Regions from separate parts of the Gossypium hirsutum genome. Here regions 2 and 3 are each linked to region 1. Evidence: chromatin contacts called from public Hi-C data. All regions are on one chromosome and are shown on one strand. The core of a region is the stretch at or near the end of the contact, and the rest is flanking DNA. Distances in the headings are between cores, read along the strand shown.

Region 1 (3,907 bases), core at 908-3,407:
TTGTCATCGAACTTAGAGGAAGAAGTTGCGATGAAAATAGTGAAGCTGGGACCAATGGAGCTCGAATAGAGTGAAGCGTCAGAGTTGGCCGAGTCATCGACAAGGCTTCCACCTATGGGGAGGTGGGTGGTGCATCAGACTTCAAGGAAAAAGAAGTGATGCATGTGGGACAGTTGACCCGAGTAAATGCAAAGGTACATTCGGAACACTCTGATAGTGTTTTGCATTCTAACTTGTGTACTTGGCGAGAACGTAAGGGCCCTTTCGAAGTTCTTGAGCAATGAGGCCGAGAGGCTGTAGGCAAAGTGAAGCCAAGTGTTATGAATCACAAGGATTCTGCTTTAGGGAAGTTAGAATATGGGCAAGGGAGTGACATAACTCCTTGTCATCGAGATGTATAAACGAGTAGGACGGCTCAAGTTAAGAAGCGACGGAAGCCGAGGCAAAAGTCTCGAAAGAAGGGAAGAGCTAAGGCAACGAGTGGGATCCAAGGCGAATCAAGTCAGTGCCATTCGGGAGTCGCAACGAGGACGTTGCGAGAATAGGTAGGGGAGAATGTCACGGGCCAGAGTTCAAAGCCCGTGACCATCGAACCAGATGCATCCGATGGAGGTCTATTACTTAGATGGGGATCATTTGGCCCACGAGAGCTGGCTCGATTCAAGGAACTGTTGGAGAAGCCTGTCAGATTGAAGCCTGGTTGGCCCGATAGCGAAGATATAGCAACTTAGGCAACTATGGTAACTAATCTTTAAAGATAGAGGGAATCATATCTTGTAAAGATTAGATAGGATTTGATATGGCAATATCTTGTAAAATCCCTTAAATCATGGGATTGGTTAATCTCGTCCGTCGATGTAATTGTATCTTGACCGTTGGTTTTGGGGGAGCTCAAGTATAAATAGAGAGCCTCCCCCTCATCTGTACTCACTCCATTCATTGTTTCATTATTCTTTGTGAATAAGAGAATAGAAAGCATTTACTCAAACACTTTGCGAGCGTCCCTTTCTGTTGTTCTTTTTAAGCTTCTTTTGGCATAAGTTTGCTTTTGCTGTACAAGTTGGTGCCTTGGAGGAGTTCTTAAGGAATCCTCATTCGAGTGAAGGCTGACTTGGGCGAGTTTGAACGAGCAAATTGCCTAAGGCCACACGAATTGCGAGACAAAAGGTCTAGCCCCGTGACACTAGGACATTGAAGGCCGAAACCTCTTTTCCAGAATTAAAAAAAAAGGGTGATGAAACGCTTATGGCTAACACCCCTTTTTCATATTTTAAAAAATTTTGGGGTGTTGGAACACTGATGACCGACACCCCAGTAGTATTTCAAAAATACTACATGCAAATACTCTTGACTGTAGTTGCACATGACGAGAATCGGAATGTACTTCCTATCACTTACACCATCATGGAGGGTGAGAACTTCGAGTCCTGTGAATTTTTCTTGACAAATCTGCGAAGGCATGTTGTCAGGCAAGACAACATTTTCCTTATATTGGACAGATTGAAGGGACTATTGGCTGCAATAAGACGTTCGAGGGTTCCGTGGCGGTTAGTTTATTGCATCCGACACATTGCGACAAACTTCCACAAAGATTATAAGAATAAAGAATCGCGCAAGGAAATCGTGAACATGAGTAAAAAATATTGTTCCAAAATTGATATGTTCATTTTTTTTTATATTATTGGAAATTTTATCAGTGCATTTTTTTAAATCTAGAAAATGAGTGTCAGCTATCAGTGTCCTAACACCCTAAAAATAATTTTTTTTATTTAGGAAAAAGGGTGCCGGTCATCGGTGTTAATGGCACACCAAATTTTCTTTTTTTAAATACCGGTATAACATGTATACCAATATGATACAGTTTAAGAAAAAAATACAAGGGTGTCGGCAACATGATGTCCAAAACTCAAAATATTCATTTTTTATTCCCCGACACAATTATGGATCAATGATTTTGTCATAATTTATGTGAGTACCGATCATTTAGTAAAAGTCATTTAGGTGATTATTTTTTAACCAAGGTGATTTATATAATTAATTATTTTTTATCATTTGTGTAAAATAGCCCATATCAGTGTATGTGGAGATGACCTTGCATACAGAGTGATAAATGTGCTAATCACACAGTCCGAGAGGCCTATCTACTTTCTGCTCATCACATGCCTATAAATGTTGTTGAAAGTTACAATTCCTCAATGTCATTTAATATTTGCCGACATCCATGGTCCATAAGGTCCTTTTATCTATAATGACCTGAAATACGATTTACGTCCCAGATCGATGATGTTACTGTTGTTTTTGCAGTAACAGTTTATGTGGTGGTGATGACCTTGCATGAAGCATGATAAATGTGCTAATCACAGTCTGGGATTCTTATGTACCTACCTTTCTACTCATCATATCACTAATTTCTATAAATGATGGAAACTTACAATATATAATTGTTTGAATAAAAGCGATGGATAAATCTGTATTGAAAGTGTTTACGTATAACAAAAAAATAAGAAAACTTTAAGAAACACATTCTAATACAAGTTTCTAACTGAATAGACAAATGCCATTTCTCATGATAATACATGAGTTCTAGATCAATAAAAATCACCGCACTTAAAAAATTCAGAAAATATTGTGAATAGCAGGTAAATTGAATGGTAGTTATTTTAATAATGAATGTGATATTTTGTAATTTGGACCTGATAATTGGGCTGGGTATAAAATGTTATGTTAGGGCTTTTTTTGTTAACACATGGGTACACGATTAGGGTGTAACAGCCTAATTTTCAGTGGTGTCGGAACAGTGATTCGAGATCACTAAATCCGACAAATGAGTAGGAAATATTATTAATTTAGTGAATATAAGTTAAATGTGAAGTTAGGAAAAATTTTGAAATAGTGAAATGTACAAATATATATATATTAAAATAATTAGAATTGAAAACGAGGTATCGAAACCTCGGGAATTTTAAATCGAGCCATAAATATTTTTATAAATATTTATAGAGTGTTAATAAGTTAGTATTAAAGTTTCGTCAAGAAATCTTAAAGTACTGATAGCTAATTGAACAAAAAGGACTAAATTGTATCAAATGCAAAATTGTGAGAAATGAATAAATAGCTTAAATGATAAAAGAAAGAGGGTTTAAGAGGAAAATAGACCCAAGGTCTATTTGGGCTGGACGGCAAGAGCATGAAATCACCAAGAAAATAAGAGCAAAATTAGAAAATTGCAAAATTTACTTAATAAAGCTAGGACTAAAGTGGAATTATCTAGATTTCTCTTTATTTTTCTGCATTCTCATCAGAAAAAACACCATGGAAGAGTTCCCTTAAGCTGGTTTTTCATATTTTTACTGCAAGTAAGTTCAATTCTTGATTATTTCTTGAAATTTTTGTGTTTTTGTGACGTTTACAACTAGGTCCATTTGTTGAATTCATTAGTTCTTGATTCTATGAAAGAAATTGAAAGTTTCTATGAATATGTGCTGGAAGTATATGATGATTTGATATAGAATTAGAGCTTTAAATTGTTTATATACTGATTTTATTGAAAGAATTGAATAGAAAGTGAATGTTTGGGACCTAAATTGTAAAAGAGTTTGAAGTTAGAGTTTTATGTGGAAATTCTAAATTTCAATAGTTATGAAATAACTTATAATGTCTAGGAAAATTATTAATTGATAAAATTAGTTTAATTGAGGGGTTAATTAAGTAAGGACTGAATTGTATGAACTGTGAAATTTGGGGCAAAATGAAAATCAACATTTTGCACTAAAACAGTTTTGGACAGCAGCAATAGTATAACTTTGAAAAATATCCAAAAATTTTAGAAATCTAATTATAGGATGAATAAAATATGAAATTAAAGCTTATTGAGTCTAGTTTCTTATAGAAGAAACGGTGTAAGCAT
Region 2 (3,907 bases), core at 883-3,382, 660 kb before region 1:
CAGTTCAAGATCCTGAATTTGTTGTTGATGAAGTTCACAAGTAATTCATTTATATACTCTTACAATGTTTATATTGTATAAGATTAATGTGTACATATATGTATTGGTATGTTTTCATTTGCAGGAGTATCAATGCTTCGAGGAGGAACTTGGGTTACTTGTCATGTGGAACAGGAAACCCCATTGATGATTGTTGGAGGTGTGATCCGAACTGGGAGAAGAACCGGCAAAGGTTAGCCGATTGCGCGATTGGGTTCGGGAAGCATGCCATGGGAGGCAAAAATGGTCGAATCTATGTTATTACGGATGCCGGCGATGACGACCCGGTGAACCCTAGGCCGGGTACTTTAAGGCATGCTGTGATTCAAGACGAGTCATTGTGGATTATTTTCAAGAGAGATATGGTGATTACGTTGAAACAAGAATTGTTGATGAACTCTTTCAAGACAATAGACGGTCGAGGTGCGAGCGTTCACATATCGGGTGGACCATGCATCACCATCCATTATGTGTCGAACATCATCATCCATGGCATCCACATACATGATTGTAAACCCGGGGGTAGTACAATTATAAGAGACTCTCCCCATCATGCAGGGCATTGGACTCCATCGGACGGTGATGGTGTCTCCATCTTTGGCAGCAAGAATATATGGGTTGACCATTGTTCATTGTCGAATTGTCATGATGGACTCATCGATGTCATCCATGGATCCACCGCCGTGACTATATCAAACAACTACATGACCCATCATGATAAAGTCATGCTTTTGGGCCACAGTGATTCCTATATGCAAGATAAAAACATGCAAGTCACTGTTGCCTTTAACCATTTCGGGGAAGGTCTAATTCAAAGAATGCCAAGGTGTAGACTTGGATATTTCCATGTGGTGAACAACGATTACACTCATTGGGAAATGTACGCCATTGGTGGCAGTGCAAACCCTACTATCAACAGCCAAGGAAACAGGTTTCTAGCACCCAATGATAGATCAAAGAAGGAGGTAATTAATTTTCAAAGTCCTCATTAGCACGAGTTAACTCATATATATCACCATTTTCACACTACCATATGTAATGATTTTTGTAGGTGACCAAGCATGAGAATGCACCAGAGAGTGAATGGAAACGCTGGAACTGGAGATCCGAAGGAGACTTGATGTTGAATGGAGCCTTTTTCAGGCAAACCGGTGCTTCTGGTGCATCTTCAACCTTTGCTAGGGCTTCGAGCCTTAGTGCTAGACCATCTTCTCTTGTGGGTACAATGACAATGACTGCTGGTGCACTCAAATGTAGAAGGGGTTCCCACTGCTAGTTTTAAACTTATAATTAGCAGTTTAATTATAATTTAGTCTTTTTGTTTCTTTTAAGAATGTAATGAAACGACGAACTCTGCATGTTGCCTGAAATTGAACACAACATGGATTAATCATTAATCCTATACAGTTAATTTGTAGTAATTTTCTGTATTGATAGATCAACAAAGCATGCAACTGCAGTTTAGGGTTGCTTTTATGTAATCTGCTATAAGTGGCAAAAGTGTACTTTTTCATGAAAGTGATTGTCATTATTGATAAGGGAGAATTTTGCTTGTTTTATCTACATAATGTTTTCAGTTTGGACTGAAGGTATGGTAATTCTCCTATAAAAAGTATATATTTTATATCTCTTAAATGTTTTCATGGATAAAAAGTCAAACCAAAGCATTAATTATAAATGTTGTGAGCGTTTGGATAATTGTCACCGAAAAAAGTAAATGCTTTTGAAGTACCAAAATGTCAACGCAAACAAACCCAATTAATGATCAATTAATATATTCTTTGTCGTTGGAAATATTAAAATATAGAATTTTACTAATAAAAACTTAATAATAATAGTAATAGTATTCCTTAAAAAATTAATAATAGTAATAACCAAAAATGAAAAACCTTAATTTGGAAAATTAATAATAGTAATAATCATGCGATCTAGTTTTGATGTGTGAAACAAACAATGGCTTATGGGAAGAAAATTTTCATATAAAAAGGAGCAACTAAAAGCCATGTTTTGGGCGTAAATCATGGAGAAACTGAATATCTGAGCTAGACCGCAATGTGATTGAGTAGAGTGGGAATGCGAGACAGGATCTCCCGCATGCACTCATAGCTTCAAGCTTTTTGGTATGTTTATTACATTGTGATTAATTAAAGTCAGTCACTGTCTCAAACATTTGCAAATGCCAATTGCAATTTACCAAACTTCTATCTCATATCATCTTCTTGCAGACCTTTGCTTTTACCATGAATATCAAGTATCTCTCTATCTATCTCTATCTATTGACCCAACCAGTTTTGGGCTAAAATATATTGACCCATTAGAAAATGGGTCTAAGATATTTCTATATTGAAATGGACCCAAGCCAAGTTCCACGACGGTTTTTGTTCTTTGGATCATAGCCTTCATTGGTTTCACTTTCATTTTTATTCACTGATAAATTGCCAAAACAACCATGTCATTACAAAATTACTCTGCAAAGTAAGGTCCAAACTTGCACTAGTTTTGACTTGGAAAGAAAACCCGAAGGAAGAAAGCAAAAGCAGCATAGAGTAGATCGCCAACTTCAACAAATGAAAGCATAAAAGAGAACTTTGTTTCATTGTTTGTGACGACAACGTGTCTGTCATCTCCGCCCTCATGCGCTTTCATTTCCCCTTATATTCTTCTTCCTCTTTCTCCCTCGTTTCTAACTTCACTTTCATTTCTTCATTGCCACTCATCTTTTCTTCCTCCCATTTCTCCACTTTCATTTCAATGGCTCCTGCTTTTGAACCTGTCTCTCCCCCACACCAAGAAGCTGAACCCCAAACTGCAACACCCCATCACACTGACACTGTAAACAATTTTGGGAATGATGGTCAAGTTGTTGGCTCTAAATCAAAGGTCACTGTTGTTGGTAGTGGTAATTGGGGTAGTGTTGCTGCTAAGCTCATTGCTTCTAACACTCTCAAGCTCAACTCTTTTCATGGTATTTCTCTACCCTTCACTCATCTTTTTGTTTCTTGCATGATTATCTGTTTCTTTCAATGATTTAGAAAGCGGGGAAAAGCTCACCAAAGATGTTAACTTGTGAGATTCATATGGTGGAATGATGAAAAAGATTACTTAACTGTGTTTAGAAGTATTGAGATTTGATAATACTAAGTGGAAGTTTTTATGGTTTTAGATTTGGAATTGAATTGCAATTTGTTCTAATGAAAAATCCAGATGAAGTGAGGATGTGGGTATTTGAGGAGACATTGCAAACGGGTGAGAAGCTTACAGATGTCATTAACAAAACTAATGTGAGCACTTGAAAACATTCATTTTCTGTCCATTTGTTTATTTTCTTGTAGATTTTCTCAACCTGTAAGTGGACTTGCTTTTGTTTCACTAGGAAAATGTTAAATACCTTCCTGGTATTAAGCTCGGCAAAAATGTCATTGCGGATCCAGACCTCGATAATGCAGGTAATCAATTTCCCTTTTTTTCTTTACATTTCTGGTACCCCTTTTGCTTCATTTAGATTCTTGAATGCTTGTAGTTAGGGTAGCTAGGGATAGATGTTCACTTTGTTTACGGTTGAAATCGAAATTCTGCAGTAAAAGATGCAAACATGTTGGTCTTTGTGACCCCTCATCAATTTATGGAGGGTATATGCAAGAGGCTTGTTGGTAAAGTAAGGGGAGATGTTGAGGCTATTTCTCTTATTAAAGGGATGGAGGTCAAAATGGAAGGCCCTTGTATGATCTCCAATCTTATATCCGAGCAGCTCGGCATCAATTGTTCTGTTCTAATGGGGGCAAATATCGCAAATGAGGTAATCAGTTGATTTACTTGAGAAGTTCACGTACAAATTACAGTGTCATTTTGCCATTGGTTTCTCACAAGT
Region 3 (3,907 bases), core at 771-3,270, 630 kb after region 1:
TTCTGTCATTTTTATCTCAACCTAATCTCGAAACTAAATGAAGTAACCCACACAAAGAGAAAAATACCTGGCCATCTGCAATTATCACTAACACGTGGTACTGGCCACCACTCTGCTCAACTATGGTCATTGCCATTTCAATGATTGGAGCAAACGACGTCGGTCCTGGCAAGAGATATAGCAATTATTAGACTGGATATTCTTCAAGAAGTGATTCTCAATAAGGAAGAAAAAGAGGAGATAATGTAAACCTGCAAGTCGAAGATGTGGCACAATTTCTCTATAGCGGCTTAAGACTTCCTCAAATCCATTACAAAATCTGTCATCTGGGTAGAAACTGAAGACATCTTGATCATGTGTTGATGCTGCCAACAAATACAAGTGATCTTAGTATCTGCATTTAAAAAAATAGGCATCCTCGTGGCGAAAACAAATTAAATACATACCATCACCGAATCCAAAGCAAGGAATTAAATTGTCCTCATCGAAGGCAGCTAACGTTTTCCCAATGATTGAGATTGCTTGTTCATAAGGATTTAAACTATTTCCAATGTGGTGCAAGCTTTTTCTATTGAATGATCTTTTCCCTAAAAAAACAAGCTCGATTCAGCAGGTTCTAGAACTGCTAATAACATACATTACTCGCAATTAAGACAGTAGATTTAACCTGTCCACTCATTGCTCTTCGTGAAATCAATACCAACAATGAGATTGGAAGATTCGAGACCAGCATTAGCAAGAGCTTCCGTCACCTGTAATCAAACAATTAAGCAACATTTACCCAAATCATTGTTCGGAAAAAAGGATAAAAGCATGAATATATAAAACTTCTAAAAATGAAAGCAAAGTAGATATTAACCTGATCTAAGGAGTTGTAATTGTCTGCAATTCTGGAATACCTCCGGTCTAGTGTCCTTTTATCACTGCCACGGTTTTGAGGAGGTGGATAATACTGCAGCTCCGGTTGTGAAGGTGGATAATACTGCAGGGAGGCAGAGCTATACTGTGACATATAACTAGGGCTTTCTTGACCATACTGAGGATTGCCAGTATGAGAATCCCATGAAGCCGAACTCGTACGATAAGATGAATTCTGCCTCCAATTCACATCCTTTGAACTACTACCCCCCATCAACTCAAATATCTATAGAAATTCCCAATTCTTAACAAAAACCGATTCCTTCCTCCACAAATGAATCGAAATCAACAACTACGGCCCAAATACCAGAATGACAGATAACTTAAAACCCTGACATAATACACAAACAACCAAAGAATGACAATTAAGGAATGAAATCACCAAATAAACGTTCTCAAATCTTTTCCAAAACCCACCAAAGCAAGCATTCAAATATATGTAAAGAAGCAAGAAAATTAAAAGATTGAAACGATATCTACAATTTGGAGTTTCCTAGAAACTTCAATTTTCCCTTATTTACCAGAAATCTCAAAGACACCAATTCAGCAACGTAAGCTTCCCCTTCACTGTTCTTAAAACACCTAAAGAAAAGCCTTCCTTGTTAAGTATATTTCCAACAAATTACTTCCTGGGAACTTATATTACACTAAGACTCCATCGAAATGGCTTAAACAATCAAGAAACACACCATTTTAAAATAAACAATTATTAGGCACCAAAGACAAAATGTAAATTCACTCTAAAGAAAAGTAAAACGCCAAAAAAACACCGCTGTTTCATCTCAAAGAAAAAAAAAAGCCATGAAATCTGAAAGAGACCCATTAATCTTGGCGGCTATTAATTGCTTAATACTTAAGAGAAAAAAAAAACACGTTTTCAAGATCTGAAGTATAAAAGTAAACAAAATTGGAAAGTGGATCAAAGTTAGAAGATAAATTACAATACCTTTTATTGAAGTAGGCAAACAAACTAGCAGAGTTGCAGAGCATCAATGGAGGATCTGGGTATCTATTTGGCTTTTGAAATTTGAGATAAATGATTACTTTTTAGATGATTGCTTTCGTGAAAGTATATACCTTTTTATCTTTTATAAACCATAGGGATAATATATACTATATCCCCTGAACTTGTCTATTTATACCTAATCGGTCACTAAATTTTTTTTCTAAACCTAGTTAGTCCCAAAACTTATATTTCATCAATCAAATTGGTACTCTGCATTAACACAGTTAGTTTATGCTGACATGAAACTGCTAGTCAATTTGGTAATCGCACATGACAATCTCTCAGAACTTTACCTGACAAACATATATATATATAAAAGCAGGGGGAAACTAGAAAATTTTTTAAGGGCCGAAATTAAATTACAATTTTTATGATAATAAAAATACAATTTCACTATTTTAATAGCCTCTAACTTTATAATTTTTAAAGGATTAAATTAATTTTTATCATTTTAGAGGAGCTAAAGTATAATTTTACCTTTACTAATTTAAAATTTTAAAAATTTCAAATAGCTTAAATAGAAAATTTTCCATTTTTGGGTGGTTGGGGCCCCTGCCAACCCCTAGTTTCGCCCTTGTATAAAATGCTATCACATGACACCACCAAATTGACTAGTAGTTCCACATCAACATAAACTAATGATATCAGTGTAAAGATATTAACCTAATTGACGAAAAATAAATTCAAGGATTAACTAAATCAAAAAAATTAGGGACCAAATTATATATTATCCCTTGATTTTTTACACTGTAGCGGAGTTATTTCTTATTTCTTTTGTATTTTAATGGAAAGTGTGGAATGGACGTTAACACATGACATGGAAGCCTCGCGCTGTGCAAGTACTTGCGGGTCTCCAATGACTTGGGATTACAATCCATTCATTTAATATAAATTTATAATAATGGCCAACCCAACTATCATTTTTTCATTTTCATTATTTAATTATGAAAATGTTATAAAATAGTCGTTAACTGGTTAACATACAGATATAAACACCTAAAAATTCAATACAGTTAGGTGATGAAAAATACAAAATTGAATAGGGTGATCAAAATACAAAATTTAATAGTTAAATGATTATTTTATAATGTTTAATAGTTAGGTGATCATTTTGTAATTTTTCACAATTAGATGACTAAAAAAAACATAGTTTAATGGTTATTAATGTAGTTTACCCTAAAATAATTCAGATTCGAAGAAAAATAATATTATGAAATTTAGAATAAGAGTCAACCTAAAATTTAAAATATATATATATATAATTGGTGATAATTTTATAACTTTTTATTGTTAATCTCAATTGAATTGAGATCAGTAAATTGAGACACGGGTTGAATCAAATACTTAAAAGAATAGTATAGATAAAGGAGACTTGGAGAATAAGTAATGAAAAGAAATTTATAAAATTATGCATGCTACTATAAATGATTAAATTATGACTTTGATCCTTCTATCATACTCAAATTTGATATTTAGTCTCTTTTCAACTCATCAAAATTTGATTTATTTTATAGAAAAAATAAATGTGTTTTAATTGAAATAGTTAATTTTTTTATATAATTTTTATTATTACTTATATTCCAAATCCTTCAAATGGAGAATAATATATATTTTACTGTTTTATTATTATAATAACAAAATTACTAACAAAGTTAAGGTCGAATTAATAATTCTATTAATTATTTAAACTAATCAATAACATTAACAAAATAGACACTAAATTATAATAAAAAAATTATATATTAAATTTAAGAAGAAAACCAAATTTGACCAAATATTACAAACAGAGAGGAGTCGTTGTTCCAAAATTTCATCTATCCTCTTCTAGAAAATCCCAATTAGGCTGATAATATTCAATCCACCTGTCATTTAGTTGGCCTCAAATGGAGGTGATACTGAAAGTACTAAAACATTCCCCATTTGACAAAGACTTTTGATGTGAATGGCTGACAAGTGTGAAGGCTTTATGGGACAGCCAGCCAT

Evidence for each region. A called contact is a pair of places that touch in the nucleus more often than the background predicts.
Region 2: a contact with region 1 is called in a Hi-C map of leaf, with 3 times the contacts expected there. The contact joins the promoter of LOC107888713 here to the enhancer-like site in region 1. A contact is called at or near these places in 4 of 34 Hi-C or Micro-C datasets (callus and leaf).
Region 3: a Hi-C map of leaf shows a contact between it and region 1, with 2.1 times the contacts expected there. The contact joins the promoter of LOC107892134 here to the enhancer-like site in region 1. A contact is called at or near these places in 2 of 34 Hi-C or Micro-C datasets (hypocotyl and leaf).

The regions. Positions count from the first base shown.
Region 1 is chrA09:11,361,366-11,365,272 of Gossypium_hirsutum_v2.1, reverse strand. No RefSeq gene overlaps it. Among protein-coding and RNA genes, the nearest start is that of LOC107888719, 9.2 kb to the left of the region's middle. Within about 2 kb of position 2,157, at least 1 of the 9 cell types and tissues checked has an H3K27ac peak or open chromatin away from gene starts, as enhancers often do. A contact at or near this core is called in leaf, where this site is marked.
Region 2 is chrA09:12,016,966-12,020,872 of Gossypium_hirsutum_v2.1, reverse strand. It overlaps LOC107888713 (glycerol-3-phosphate dehydrogenase [NAD(+)]), which reads left to right and starts at 2,132. Exons shown (of 11, transcript XM_016812893.2): 1 at 2,132-3,004; 2 at 3,244-3,320; 3 at 3,413-3,485; 4 at 3,618-3,835. The coding sequence starts at 2,674. It overlaps LOC107888714 (pectate lyase), which reads left to right. Exons shown (of 3, transcript XM_016812894.2): 1 at 1-40; 2 at 125-1,004; 3 at 1,091-1,598. The coding sequence ends at 1,315.
Region 3 is chrA09:10,735,126-10,739,032 of Gossypium_hirsutum_v2.1, reverse strand. It overlaps LOC107892134 (E3 ubiquitin-protein ligase RGLG2), which reads right to left and starts at 2,020. Exons shown (of 12, transcript XM_041077522.1): 1 at 1,865-2,020; 2 at 860-1,249; 3 at 668-752; 4 at 447-587; 5 at 252-365; 6 at 68-165. The coding sequence starts at 1,132.